2 separate regions of the Oryctolagus cuniculus genome follow, and region 2 is linked to region 1. Evidence: chromatin contacts called from public Micro-C data. All regions are on one chromosome and are shown on one strand. Each heading gives the region's core, a stretch centred on a gene start, on an enhancer-like site or on the middle of the called end of the contact. The rest is flanking DNA. Distances are from core to core; before and after follow the strand shown.

What was found. A called contact is a pair of places that touch in the nucleus more often than the background predicts.
Region 2: a Micro-C map of ear pinna shows a contact between it and region 1, with 19 times the contacts expected there. The contact joins the promoter of RNF11 here to the enhancer-like site in region 1. A contact is called at or near these places in 2 of 6 Hi-C or Micro-C datasets (ear pinna and psoas muscle).

Annotation. Positions count from the first base shown.
Region 1 is chr7:121,666,144-121,672,999 of mOryCun1.1, forward strand. RNF11 (ring finger protein 11) reads right to left here. Exons shown (of 3, transcript XM_008265267.4): 2 at 4,488-4,657; 3 at 918-2,853. The coding sequence ends at 2,682. Among named protein-coding and RNA genes, the nearest start is that of RNF11, 46 kb to the right of the region's middle. Within about 2 kb of position 5,243, at least 2 of the 8 cell types and tissues checked have an H3K27ac peak or open chromatin away from gene starts, as enhancers often do. A contact at or near this core is called in ear pinna, where this site is marked.
Region 2 is chr7:121,712,488-121,719,006 of mOryCun1.1, forward strand. RNF11 (ring finger protein 11) reads right to left here and starts at 3,118. Exons shown (of 3, transcript XM_008265267.4): 1 at 2,493-3,118. The coding sequence starts at 2,615. It overlaps LOC138850655 (a long non-coding RNA gene), which reads left to right. Exons shown (of 3, transcript XR_011390721.1): 3 at 1-18.

The DNA of each region.
Region 1 (6,856 bases), core at 3,993-6,492:
CACATCATGCCTGTATCTAAATAAGGTTATTCCTATCACCGGACTTCAGCAACATTAAAACTATCAAGTCTAAGTATATGCTTCAATGATGCAAAATGCCAACCAATAAAAAACACTTTAAAACAAAACTTCCCAGGGGGTAGGTATTTACACTAGTGATTAGGACCTCAGGACCCCGGTGCCCTGGAATCAAGGTGCTTGGGTTCCATACTGGTCTCTGGCTCTTAACTCCAGCTTCCTGCTAATGCAGATCCTGGGAGGCAGCAGGGAGGGCTCAAGTAATTGGGCTCCTGCCACCCACGTGGGAGACCTGGATAGAGTTCCTGGTTCCTGGTTTTGGTCCAGCCCCAGCGGTCCTTTGTGGTCATTTAGGGAGTGGACCAGTAAAAGGGAGCTCACTCACTTTTTCTCCCTTTCTCTGAAGTAAACTTTTAAAAAATTCCTTGAAGTATACAAATGTATACACCATGTGTATGAGTGTATGTACATTTAAAAGTAATTTGAATAATTAAATTTATACATAACTTTTAAAGGGTTAGATATCTAGAATATTCTTATGTAATTAACTCTAACTTGAGCCCTTTATAGCTGTACTGTAAGTTTATTTAACAACTTAGTAAAAACCAAAACTGATGATTCTTAACATCAATGTGAAGAACAAAGTTAAATACAAAATTCTTAAAAACGAATTATCCCACTCAATACTGGTTCCTTCATTATTACCAAACTTCTGTGAAGGAAGCCTTGTAATAAAGAAAGACTAACTGTAACATGGAAGATGATTTTAAAAAAAGTTCATTTACCAACTTTAATCTAGAAAAAAAGAAAATCTGACTATAATACTTGATGACACAGACATGTTTAAGTAGAAAACATAATAAAAAATTGTCACTGAAAATATTGCACAACTTCAGGGGTTTCTTCAAAATTTGCTTTATGTAATTGGGTGGATATAAATTAATGAACAGAAATTTAAGCAAGATACATGTAACAATTTAACAGAACCTGATAATCTAATTTCATTCACTCTTTCTCAAATTCATCTTTAAGTCTTTCCATCATGGGGCTCACAAGAAATTAACTAACATATGGATACTACAGTTGAATGTTCAATCTGCAAAGTACTTATACCATACTGAAGTCCCCTATAATGTAATTATAAAGAACCTTCAAGATACTCATCTTCTGAATGTACAGAACTGTTTGAGTCAAAATTCAACTCAATATAAACTAGCAAGTTCTTCGTTGAGACAGCTTCTCCTTTTGCTAATGAACGATTTTTAGCTAGCTGTAGTATCACTGAGTTGAACAAATAAGTCACCTTTGAGTACATAAGGAAAAACAAACACATGCTAAATGAAACATTACTACTACATCATTACCAGACCATCCCTACCTCTAACACTTCAGAAGCTTAGAGATTTATTCTTACATTAACTGCAAGAAAAAGATAAAGAAGAAATTCCTTCTTTTTTGAGATTACAACCATGAAGTCGGGTGGTTATACAAATTCTGCATTTGTGTGCAAACATGAAACACATTTATCTTGGTTCTCCCTGCTTTGTCTCGTCAGCTAGCTAGCAGGACTTAACAAGTATCTTCCCAAGAACAAAGACTGAGATGTGTTTTATAGAACTTCAATAACCTCAGCACTACAGTGATGAGAGATGCAGTATCCTTTTGCTATGGTTCAAGACAACAGGGAAGGAGGTCACAGGAAAGAGAATAAATCAAAAGTGTTACAGCTGAGAAACTACTTCTCATTTAAGTTTCACCATGGTGCTACACTTATTTTTACATAAGCACTGGTGGCATAATTCAATAAATCAAAACTCTTAATATTTAAAATTTACCTTAACTTTCAATTATCACCATATTAACAACTGAAAGAATTAGATAAAACACATAGGAAATGGTAATATTAAACCCCACTTTGCTAGAATTTATTTCTTGACACCATTAACTCAGTTTTTTTAAATACATATAGAAAAGGGATAGTGCATCTCAGTTTGCTTACAAGCTAGGAGACCACTTTGAATTCTGCATTTCCTAACTGCAAACAGAATATAGCACTTATAACAGGTTATAAATAAACTGGTTTTCAAGCATAGAGCCAGCCCCAACGATAATAATACACTATTTAAAAAGACCTAAGGCAATGAATTCCATTTCCAATGGAAAAAAAGAACTGTGCAAACAAGCTTAAAACTACTTTTTTTTTTTGTGCCAGTGTTATAAAATGTAGCTTTTAATAAAACCTTGACCCAAATGCCAGCAACTTCAGAAAAGAATTTGAGTTGGGTGGGTGGGTGGGGAGAACGTTATTTCATTTAGGAAAAATAACCACTATCTTTTTCCTAATCTTCAACACACACAATTTAAACATATACAGCTGCTGTAACACTTTACACAATTCCTATGTACTGGAGCAATTACAAGATCTAAATACAATTATATTTTTAAACACTGGGTCAAGGCTTTACATAAAAATACCATCCTACTTTCCCCCCTAATTTCTAAAATATCACATACTTTCCCCCAACATCTGCAGCCATCCAGGAATTTCTAGGAAACTTTTGTGCATGATCTTAATTCCTAATTCCTGGCTCTTTGGGCTCAGTGACAAAAGATCAAAACCACCAAAATGATGGTTCACTTGAAGTCAGACGAGAGACCCTGGCTCAATTAGTCTCATAGGATGAAAGCAGTGCTGCATCAACTGGCTCCATGCAGGAGGGGCACGTGAAGGATCTCATCAGCCAGTCATCTATACAGTCCAGGTGGTAGATGTGCATGCACGGCAGGAATCGAATTGGGTCCCCATAAACAAAGTCCATCATACAGATCACACACCTGTTGGGGGCGGGGAGAGAAATCAGAAGGCATTTTTAGAGAAGTGGCCCACTCAGAATTTTCTTCAAAATCCCATTACAAAGACAGTGTTAATCCAAGCAACACATTAGAGTGGCATTTCAGTCATCACCAAAACGGAACTTTTCCTAGTGAGTGCTGATTCACACATATTGTCTTATTCCAACTCCCTGGGAATTTGCAAGACTTAAGAGCAATCAACAGAGAAAAAAAAAAAAAAAAAGTGTCACACTGGGGATCAATCCACTGCTAGCTTATAAAACAGCTCCACATTGGGAGATACCTGAAAGCATCTTTAGGTAGGCAATCATCATTTTATCAACCCTGTTCTTTGTGCTGAGTTTTTAGTGTAATCCCAGACTAATATAATTCTCATTTTAATAATGACATGTAAAAACAGAAGCACTAATTTCAGCCTACTTATTGGGGCTGCTCTACATTAAAGCTCTCTTCATTAACTCGGTTTCTTCAGGCTCAAGAAGCAACCCATTCTGCAGTGTTTCATCAGTGTTTAGACTCTTAAGTGTCAATGCTGTTAAGTATTAGTGCTAAATAGTGCTGTGAACTTCAAACAGTCAAACTACAACAAAGTAAATCACAACGTGTCTATTTTGGTGAGGCCATTTGCAACCTAAAAGAACAGCTGTTCTCATTGGAAACCTCATAGATAATATATGCCCTGGGAACAAAAATTCCACATAAGTAAAATTTCATCTTCAATTTATCAGGCTTAATAAATTTCACAAGTTTAGAAATAGACAGGACTTCTCCTATCACTAAAAACCCTTAAGAAACAAGTTTAATGGTTGCATAACTTACTGAAGAATTCCAATACTACAAATTACTGAAGTCCTAAACATGAATGCAGCTTGCATAATTTTTTTTGCCTAAATAAGACTATCTCCACTGAGTATTTTGTCCATAAAGCTTTTTTTTTTTTTTTTTTTTTTTTTTTTTTAACAGGCAGAGTGGACAGTGAGAGAGAGAGACAGACAGAAAGGTCTTCCTTTGCCGTTGGTTCACCCTCCAATGGCCGCCGCGGCCAGCGCGCTGCGGCCGGTGCACCGCGCTGATCCGATGGCAGGAGCCAGGAGCCAGGTACTTATCCTGGTCTCCCATGGGGTGCAGGGCCCAAGCACTTGGGCCATCCTCCACTGCACTCCCTGGCCACAGCAGAGAGCTGGCCTGGAAGAGGGGCAACCGGGACAGAATCCGGCGCCCCGACCGGGACTAGAACCCGGTGTGCCGGCGCCGCTAGGCGGAGGATTAGCCTAGTGAGCCGCGGCGCCGGCCTTGTCCATAAAGCTTTAGTGAGAGGAGTGAGGTACACCTCTGGAAACACAGCCCTAGGACTCTGTTTTACTGGGTACAGAACCTGTCTCAAACTATGGGAATATCTGTATACTGGGTCTCAGTTCACATTCACATGGTTGAATGACTAATTATCAACTGTAATCCAGTGGATAGGCAGCATGAGTATAAATGGTCAGAACTCATGCCATCATTTTCTAGCTATTTTGATATGAAAATCCTTTTAATTGCTACATTTAAGCATTCTCTTGCATGTCTGACTTCCAAAGTACATGAGGAAAAGTATAAATTTATTAAAAACTTACTCCCGGATCTTTTTCTCTGATCCATCTCTTCCAGGGTCATAAACTCCTTTAGGCAGATGCTGTATAAGGCCTATTCTTTGAGCTATCCTAATTTGTTCCTCTTCAGTCAGCTGAGTTGCTAGCCGAGTCTGGCTGGGTGTTGGATGATAGACTGGAACAGGAACTTGTTCCTAAATTTTTAAAAATGGAGAAAATGATTATTTTTTAAGAAAATTTCTAGAGATCATGCTTTTCCTTTTTAATGGGGGTAGGAGGCTACATATGGCAAGCAGAAGGGGTCCTGGGAGAGATAGCAAGCTGGTCTACTGTGCAGATTGTGTCTTAATATTGACTTCTAGAACAAAAAATACATAAAAAATTCACATTTAGATATGTGACCTACTTTTAAAGGATCTAAAAACAAGCAACACTTAAAAACTTGCATGGAATGTTAATTTAACTAGTTCCACATGAAGAATTTACCCAGATATGCTCATTCTGAATACACCAACAGATAAATCAATATAAACAGATCTGTCAAGCAATTAATGAACCAGACTGTACTCAATAAGCTAATTTAATATTCTATAGGTTGCGATGGAATTATGCCAGTTTACCAATTTTTTTCAAATTTATTTATTTGAAAGGCAGAGTTGGAGAGAGAGAGAGAGAGAGAGAGAGAAGATACATATAGTGAGAGATCATTCATCCACTGGATCACTCCCCAAATGGCCCCAACAGCCAGGGCTGGGCATGGCCGAAGCCAGGGGCCCAAACACTTAGGCCATCTTCCACTGCTTTCCCAGTTGCCTCCGCAGGGAGCTGGATTGAAGGTGGAGCAGCTGGGAATCTAACTGGTACCCATATGGGATGCTGGCATTGCAGGCCGTGGCACTGACCTGCCGTGCCACAGCACCAGTCCCCCAAAATGACTTTTCTTCAAGAATATTTTCTCAGTGAATTCACCTGTGGCATATGCCTCAACACTATCAATTTTTTACTTTTCAATGCAATGCTGGCCCCCGATATCATGTTCTTAAACTACCTAGTCTAAAAATTTAACACAGCCTTTAAAAAACTTTTTTTGGGAGAGGGAGGGATTACTTGAAAGGTAGACTTACAGAGAGACAGGGAGAAACAGTCACAGAGATTCATTTGAGGATTTACTTCCCAAATGGCCACAATGACCAAAGCTGGGCCATGCAGATGCCAGGAGCCAGAAATACCTACTGGGTCTCCCACTGAGTGGCAGGTGTTGCAGACAGTGGCTTACCCTGCTATGCCACAATGTAAGCCCCAAATCAAATAGGCTTTTAAAGAAACAAAAAATTTTTGTTCAGGGGCCAGCACTGTGGTATAGTGGGTAAAGCCACTACCTGCAGTGCCAGCATCCCATATGGGTGTTGGTTCGAGTCCCAGCTGCCCCTCTTCCAATTCAGTTCTCTGCTATGGCCTGGGAAAGCAGTAGAAGATGACCCAAGTCCTTGGGCCCCTGAACCCATGTGGGAGACAGGGAAGAAGCTCCAGGCTTCTGGCTTTAGATCGGATCAGCTCTGGCTGTTGTGGCCATTTGGGGAGTAAACCAGCAGATGGAAGACCTCTGTGTCTCTCTGTTTCTGTAACTCCACCTTTCAAATAAATAAATTTTTTGTTATTCAAAAGAACTGTATTTGTAACCACAATATTTAAAATTGAGCTACTTTAGTGAAATGGAATTGGGATGCAGTGTGATGTAGGAGAGAATTTTAGGTAAAAATTTCTAAGCATGCATTTTTTTGTGGTTAGATTTCTTCAGTCTTATGATTCACTGTTTATAGGGAACACAGAAAGCAGAAAAGAAGAACAAAGTTGTACTACACAGGCAGGACATTTGGCATGGTAGTAAAGATGCCACTTGGGACACTGGCATCTCATACCAGAGTGCCTAGGTTCAAGTCCTGGCTCTATTCCCTGTTCCAGCTTTCTGCTAACATGAACCCTTGGGGACAGTGGATGATGGCTCAATACTTGGGTCCCTGCCACCCACAGAGAATACTTTGACAGAGTTCCTGGCTCCTGGCTTCAGCATTGCCCAGTCATAGCTGCTACTAGCATCTGGAAATTTTAGGATGGGAGATCTCTGTCTGTTTCTTTCTCTTCCTCTCCCCTTTCTCTCTGCCCCTTTCAAACAAATAGATTTTATTGAGAGTCACGAGAGAGAATTCCCATTAACTGGTTCACTCTCCAAAGGCTAGCAACAGACAGGGATGAGGCACGTCAAAGCCAGGAACCAGAAACTCCATATGTGATTCCTAAGTGGGTGGCAGGGACTTAACATTTGAGCTATCACCTGCTGCCCGACAGGGTGCACATTAGCAGGAAGCTAGATATGAAGTGGAGCCAGGAATCAA
Region 2 (6,519 bases), core at 1,868-4,367, 44 kb after region 1:
CAGGAGAAGTACCTGGCTCCTGCCATCGGATCAGCGCAGCGCGCCGGCTGCAGCGCGCCAGCCGTGGCGGCCATTGGAGGGTGAACCAACGGCAAAAGGAAGACCTTTCTCTCTGTCTCACTGTCCACTCTGCCTGTCAAAAAAAAAAAAAAAAAAAAAAAAACAAAAAAAAAAAAAACAACTAGAACCTACTTTACAGAGGCTCTTGGCATGTATGTATACTGTACAACATAAACACAAAAACAACCTCACATGTTCTATTACCTGTGTAATCAGCTATTCCTTTTTCAAAATCCCATTGTATCTGAGTCTGAAGCAATGAGCCAATGTTACCACAGTCCTTAATTACATACTGTCTCTTGAAAAAAGTCACTTTTATCAAATGAAAATATTATAAATCATTTACCTTGGATTGATGTTTTTTGAGATCACTTAAATTAACTGTTCCAAAAAATCTTTCTTTAGGTGGACAATTTTAAGTTTTTTGTTTCCATCTTTTAAAGTAATTATTTTCTTCCAAATGATACTAAATTTACATCAGTATATGGGTCATTCACTTCAGGAAAGGGCAACCACAAAAACATCCACTGTCAAAAATAACACATTTCCAAAAAAACGCTCATGATACCAAAAAGCTCTCATTACCATCTAGTCCTTTTGGAAAGGGCAAATATACTTCCCATAAATTCTAAAGTTATTTAACACTACAATTATCATCAGGATAGGAGAAAGATAGCAACAAGTCAAAAATAATTCAGTTTGCTTGGAAAGGGATTAGGGAGCACAGCAGATTTTGAAATAAAAAATTTGCCTAAAAATTGTTCATGAAACTAAAATAAGCAGATTTGTTGCATAGTCTATATGGGGGCAGGGGACAAAGAATGAAATATAAACTGTTTACTTGCTTCAAAGATACTTGGACCAACATTCAGATTCAGCTTGGATTTAAAGAGACTACCACCCCTGTGACAATTTACACACCCTAAGAGATACCAAGTGTGTAAATGGATATAACAGCAAACTGGAATCGCATAGTCCCTACCTTCATGCAATGTAAATTTAGGGAGGAGGGAACACCTCAGGGTGAGATATACATCCACCTACACAAAGATGTCACACTAAAGTGTTTATAGCTCTTGGTTCATTCCCTTGGATGCAGATGAGGGATGGGGAGGAAAGAGAGGAACTGCACAACTTCAGATCTGACAGCTGAGTCCTTAAAGTGGATTAGATGTCCACCTGGCCGACCTTGGGGGAAGGGCTCCAAGAAGAGAGCAACTGGAGCAAAGGCAGAGGTGTGAACAGCCAGTATTTGACAGTCTGGAATACAGAATGTAAGAGGTGTCATGAGGTTTTCTGTATGCCACAAGGAAGACTGGACTTTGCCACAAGGAAGACTGGACTTCGTTAGTATCCATGAAAGGCCCCCACAGGGTTTTAGTCAGAAAATTAGCATATGTATGTGATCAGGTTTTTCTGGTGTGATGAGACACTGGTTTACACAGGTAAGACAAAAGAAAACACTAGATAATGATGTCATCACATGAAACAACAAAGGCGACTGCCCAATTAGAAAGCTAAACTCCCTTCAGGAAAAAACATTAAGGACTACCATTCAAACCTTTCTGGAAAAAAAAGTTTTTACTCAGTATCATTTAAACCTAGGAAAACAGAGGAAAAGTTTTTGTATGTATTATGAATTATAACATGTGTGTATCTATTGAGTTTTCCAGAGCTCCTAACCTTCTCACTAATTCTGTAACACAACTGAGACTAATGGTTGTACAAAAAGCAATGAAGCCTATTTAGGAGTCTTTGATATAAGGAGGACCATATGTAACGCAAGGCAATTCCCAAGTCAGGTTTCAAGGTTTTCAAAGTTCAAGATAATCAAGTTTTATTAAGTCAGCACATTTAAAAGGTATGTCATAAGGGTGGAGCAAAGGCGGAGGGGGTAAAAATGTGTGTGTGTATAAACAAATTTATAATAGTCGCTGGGGCTAAAACTGCCACTTGGAGAGCCGGCTCTTAAGAAATGAACACCTACCAGATCCAATTAACAAAGACGGGGGGGGGGGGGGATCACATGAAAATATAAATGGAGTGGGTGGGGGCAGCCACTTCTCCCCGACCCATAATCCAGCTGGCGGTGCGATGAGAAAAATCATACGATGTAGGCATAAAGGCAGGAAAATAATGTCACTCCCAAACTTCACAAGCGAACCACCAGACACTGGCCAAGGGGCTACGATCCCATACCCCTCATCCCACAACTCAAGGGCAGGGAGTACCCTGCACGGCGCGCCCGAGGGAAGGGGAAGGAGCACCTCTATTCTCGGACTGGGAGAAGCCCTCAGCCAGCCCTACGGGGGTCAACGCCCCCTGGGCAGGCCTCCGCGGGGCCGGGGGCAGAGACGGCGGAGAAGCCCCTCCATCTCTGCCCGAGCTGCAAGTACTCGCACCCCTCCTCCCCAACACACACCCTCCCCTACCTGATATGGCGGCGGCGGCTCCTGATCCGGCTCCGTCCCCTCGCCAAAGCTAGCGCGGTCGGACTGAGACTCGTGAAGCAGAGAGATGTCATCCGAGGTGGGGGACTTGAGGCAGTTCCCCATCTTCCGGGGCGGGTGTGTGCGAGCTGGGGTAGGAAGAAAGCAGTGGCGGGGTCGTTCGCACGCTCCGCGGTCAGCCTCGGTCGGCGAGGTGGGGTCGAGCGACGGGCCGGAGCTCAGGCGGCGGCGGCTCCCCCGCCCCCCGGCGCCGCCGAGGGGCAGCTCATGCCAGCCCCCGGGGGTGGGGGCTCAGGGCTGGGCCGCGGGCTCGGCTGGGGTCGAGACGGTTGCCTCCGGCGAAGCCGCGACGCGGGGGGGGCGGGGAGACGAAGCACTTCCCCACCCCGCCCCCCCGCGGGGCGGCGGCGGCCACGGGGCTGCTGGGCTTAATCCAGGTCAGGAGCGGGGGGCGCGGCCGTCGCGGCTGCCTCAGCTGCTGCCTCAGCTGCTGCTGCTGCCCCCGCCGGCAACCGCGCCGCGGCCGCGGGCCTCATCCTAGTCCGCCTCAGCGCGGCGGCGGCGGCCAGAACGAGGCCGGCTGGGGCCCTGCGTCATCCCGCCGTGCGTGCCCTGGGCCCGCCCCCGGCGCCAGGAGGCGAAGGCGGCTCTCGCGGCGCGGCTGGCCCCGCCCTCCTCTAGCAGCTGTTCCTGGGGCTGCGTCAGTTTCTGCTTCTGTCCCTGACAGTTTGGCTCCTCGCCCGGCTCGCTCGGAAGCCTCTGGTTTCCCGCGCTTCCCTGCGGACACGGCTCCCGCGCCGTCGACGTCGCAGCTCTTACCTGTACACTCTTCTGACAGTGTTCTCACCACCCTCTGCTAAGGGATCTATTTATATACCCATATCTGAGTGGATGGATCATCGTACCGTTGTTAAAATGTTAAAGGGCTTCCCACTTTTCCCTTCGGAATAAAGTCCAATCTCAGTAATGAACCCTCCCGATCTCAATCACTTTCCTGTCCTGCATCACAGCCAGGGAGCTCCTTCTCCCATTTCTTTTCCCAGAGTGTTCCATTTCCTTACATTCCCAACCACCATGGTCATCTCTTGCCCAGGCTCCTGCAATAGACTCAGCTGTTCTTGTATTCATTATTGCCCCCCCCCATCCAATCCATTATTTGCACAGTTGACAGACTTATCTTTTTTAAATGTAAATAGAGTGAAGTCGTTCTCCTGTTTAAAACCTCCAAAGGGTTCCTAATATTGTCCTTAAAGCAATCTTTAAATAAATAACTTTCAAATCCGACTGCCTCTCCAAGCATAGTCCCATCCTTCAGAAACTGTAAATTCCAAGCTTTCCAAAGTACTTTAAAAATTTTATCTATTTGAAAGGCATAGTTAGAGAGAGAGAGAGAGAGGCAGAGAGAGAGAGAGAGAGATCTTCCATCTGCTGATTCACTCCCCAGATGGCCACAACAGCCTGGGCTGGGCCAGGCCAAAGCCAGGAGCCAGGAGCTTTTTCCAGGTCTCCCACGTGGGTACAGGGACCCAAGGACTTGGGGGCATCTTCTGCTGCCTGCCCAGGAGCGTTAGCAGGGAGCTGGATCACAGCAACCCAGACTCTAAGCGGCACCCATATGGGATGCCGACACTGAAGGCAGAGGCTTAACCTTCTACATCATGGCGCTGGTCCCCACAAGTACTTCTGGATACCTCAGGGACTGTTGCCTCTAGCTGGGGGTTTTGCCCATATTGTTTCTCTGGCAAAAACCTACTTCTCCCCGCTTCTGACCTTCTGCCTCTCACCGGGCTAATCATTATTCCCACTTGACTCCCAGGACTCAACTCCATTTCCCCTGGAAAGCCTCTCCTGAGTCCACTCTGGGTTTCACCTCCTCTCGGCTTTTAGACCCTGAGCTTTTCTCTGTCGCAGCTGACCACGCTGAATCATCCGCCCCTCCTCTGTGCAAGCCCCGGCGCTCTGCCTAAGGAAGCGTAGCCTGCTCCTTGCTTGAGTGAATGAACAGCTCAAACAAGCTGTGCAAGGAAGGAAACAAGAGGGATGCGTGTGGTTCTCCTGAGCATCATTCACTCAATGAGAAGAGGATCCGGACTCTTTATGTTATCCGCCATTTGCTGATTTATTTTATTTATTTATTTTGTGCTAGACCCTATCCTAAGTACTAGGGAAACTATCACACCGGTTTGCTAATTATGGAGCCCAAAGTCCAGTTGGGAAGTAAACAGATGGCTCCCTCTGAGCCCCTTCTCTCCTTTAATGTTTTCTCTCCCTTTCTTTCTTTCTTTCTTTCTTTCTTTCTTTCTTTCTTTCTTTCTTTCTTTCTTTCTTTCTTTCTTTCTTTCTTTCCTCTCTCTCTCTCTTCCTTCCTGTCAAGATTTATTTATCTACTTGAAAGAGTTACACAGAGAGAGGAGAGGCAGAGAGAGAGAGGTCTTCCATTGATGTTCACTCCCCAGTTGGCTGCAATGGCTGGAGCTGCGCCGATCTGAAGCCAGGAGCCAGCAGCCTCTTTTGGGACTCCCACGCAGGTGCAGGGGCCCAAGGACTTGGACCATCTTCTACTGCTATCCCAGGCCATAGCAGAGAGCTGGATCAGAAGTGGAGCAGCCAGGACTTGAACCAGCACCCATATGGGATACCAGCACTGCAGGCAGTGGCTTTAGCTGCTAACACCACTGCACTGGCCCCATATATTTTTTTCTTAAAAATTTTATTTTTCATACTTTTTCCCCACAGGTATATAGCATTGTCCTGTAGTACCATATGAAAAGAAATGATAATGTTTCTGAGTCTAAAACTAATAGGCATTTTCCAGACGATGAGAGAAATATTTGAGGCCCAGTAGTGGATTGGATTCTTCCTCCTTATTGATGGAGAACAGGTGAACAGAAAATTAGCAGAAATAAATTCAGATCTTTATCCTGATTCTACTGTTTTCGTATTTTTGCTCCCATGCATGTGTGTGTGTGTGTATATGTGTATATATATGTGTGTGTGTATATATATATATAAAACCATCTCTGCTTCGGACACCTGTGTCTGGTGAAAGAGTGACTGTTGCATGTTCCTCTGAGGCCAGTGCTATGGCCCAAGTTAAGAGACAACATTGAAATACCTGTTCCCTTGGAGCCAGCACTGTGGCGCAGTGGGTTAACACCCTGGCCTGAAGTGCCGGCATCCCATATGGATGCCGGTTCAAGTCCCAGCTGCTCCACTTCTGATTCAGCTCTCTGCTATGGCCTGGGGAAGCAATAGAAGATGGTCCAAGTCCTTGGGCCCCTGTACCCAAGTGGAAGACTCAGAAGAAGCTCCTGGCTCCTGGCTTTGGATTGGCTCAGCTCCGGCCTTTGCGGCCATCAGGGGAGTGAACCAGCAGGTGGAAGACTTCTCTCTCTGTCTCTACCTCTCTCTGTAATTCTGTCTTTCAAATAAATAAAATAAATCTTAAAAAAAAAGAAAGTGCACCTGGGGAGGTGGCAGAAGATGGCCCGAGTACTAGGGCCCCTCTCACCCACATGGGAGACTTGGATGGAGTTTTGGGCTCCTTCCTGGCTTTGGCCTGGCCCAGCCCTGGCCTTTGTGGCTTGGCCTTTGTGGTCATTTAGGGAGTGAATCAGTGGATGGAAGAACAGTATCTCTCTCTCTCTCTCTCCTTCTCTCTGATTCTGCCTTTCAACTAAGTAAAGAAGTCTTTAAAAAAAAAAAAAAATATATATATATATATAAAATCGAACACTGCCGCTGTATCACAGCTTTTATGGGCTACCACCTGAAGAGGATCTTTGCCCAGACTTTGCTGCAACTGAGTAAGACACTGATGCAATTCTGGAAGGATTTTAGCATCTATGACTGCATCAAGAAACTTGCTGGGGCTTGAGGTGGTATCACCAAGGCGTGTATGGATGCCACCAGGAAGAAGACACTGAGGAGGCCTGTCCATGATTTCACAGTGATTACCAGTGATGAGGAGGTGGCAAAGATCAGTCAGGCCTGGGCTGAGAGGCCAGAC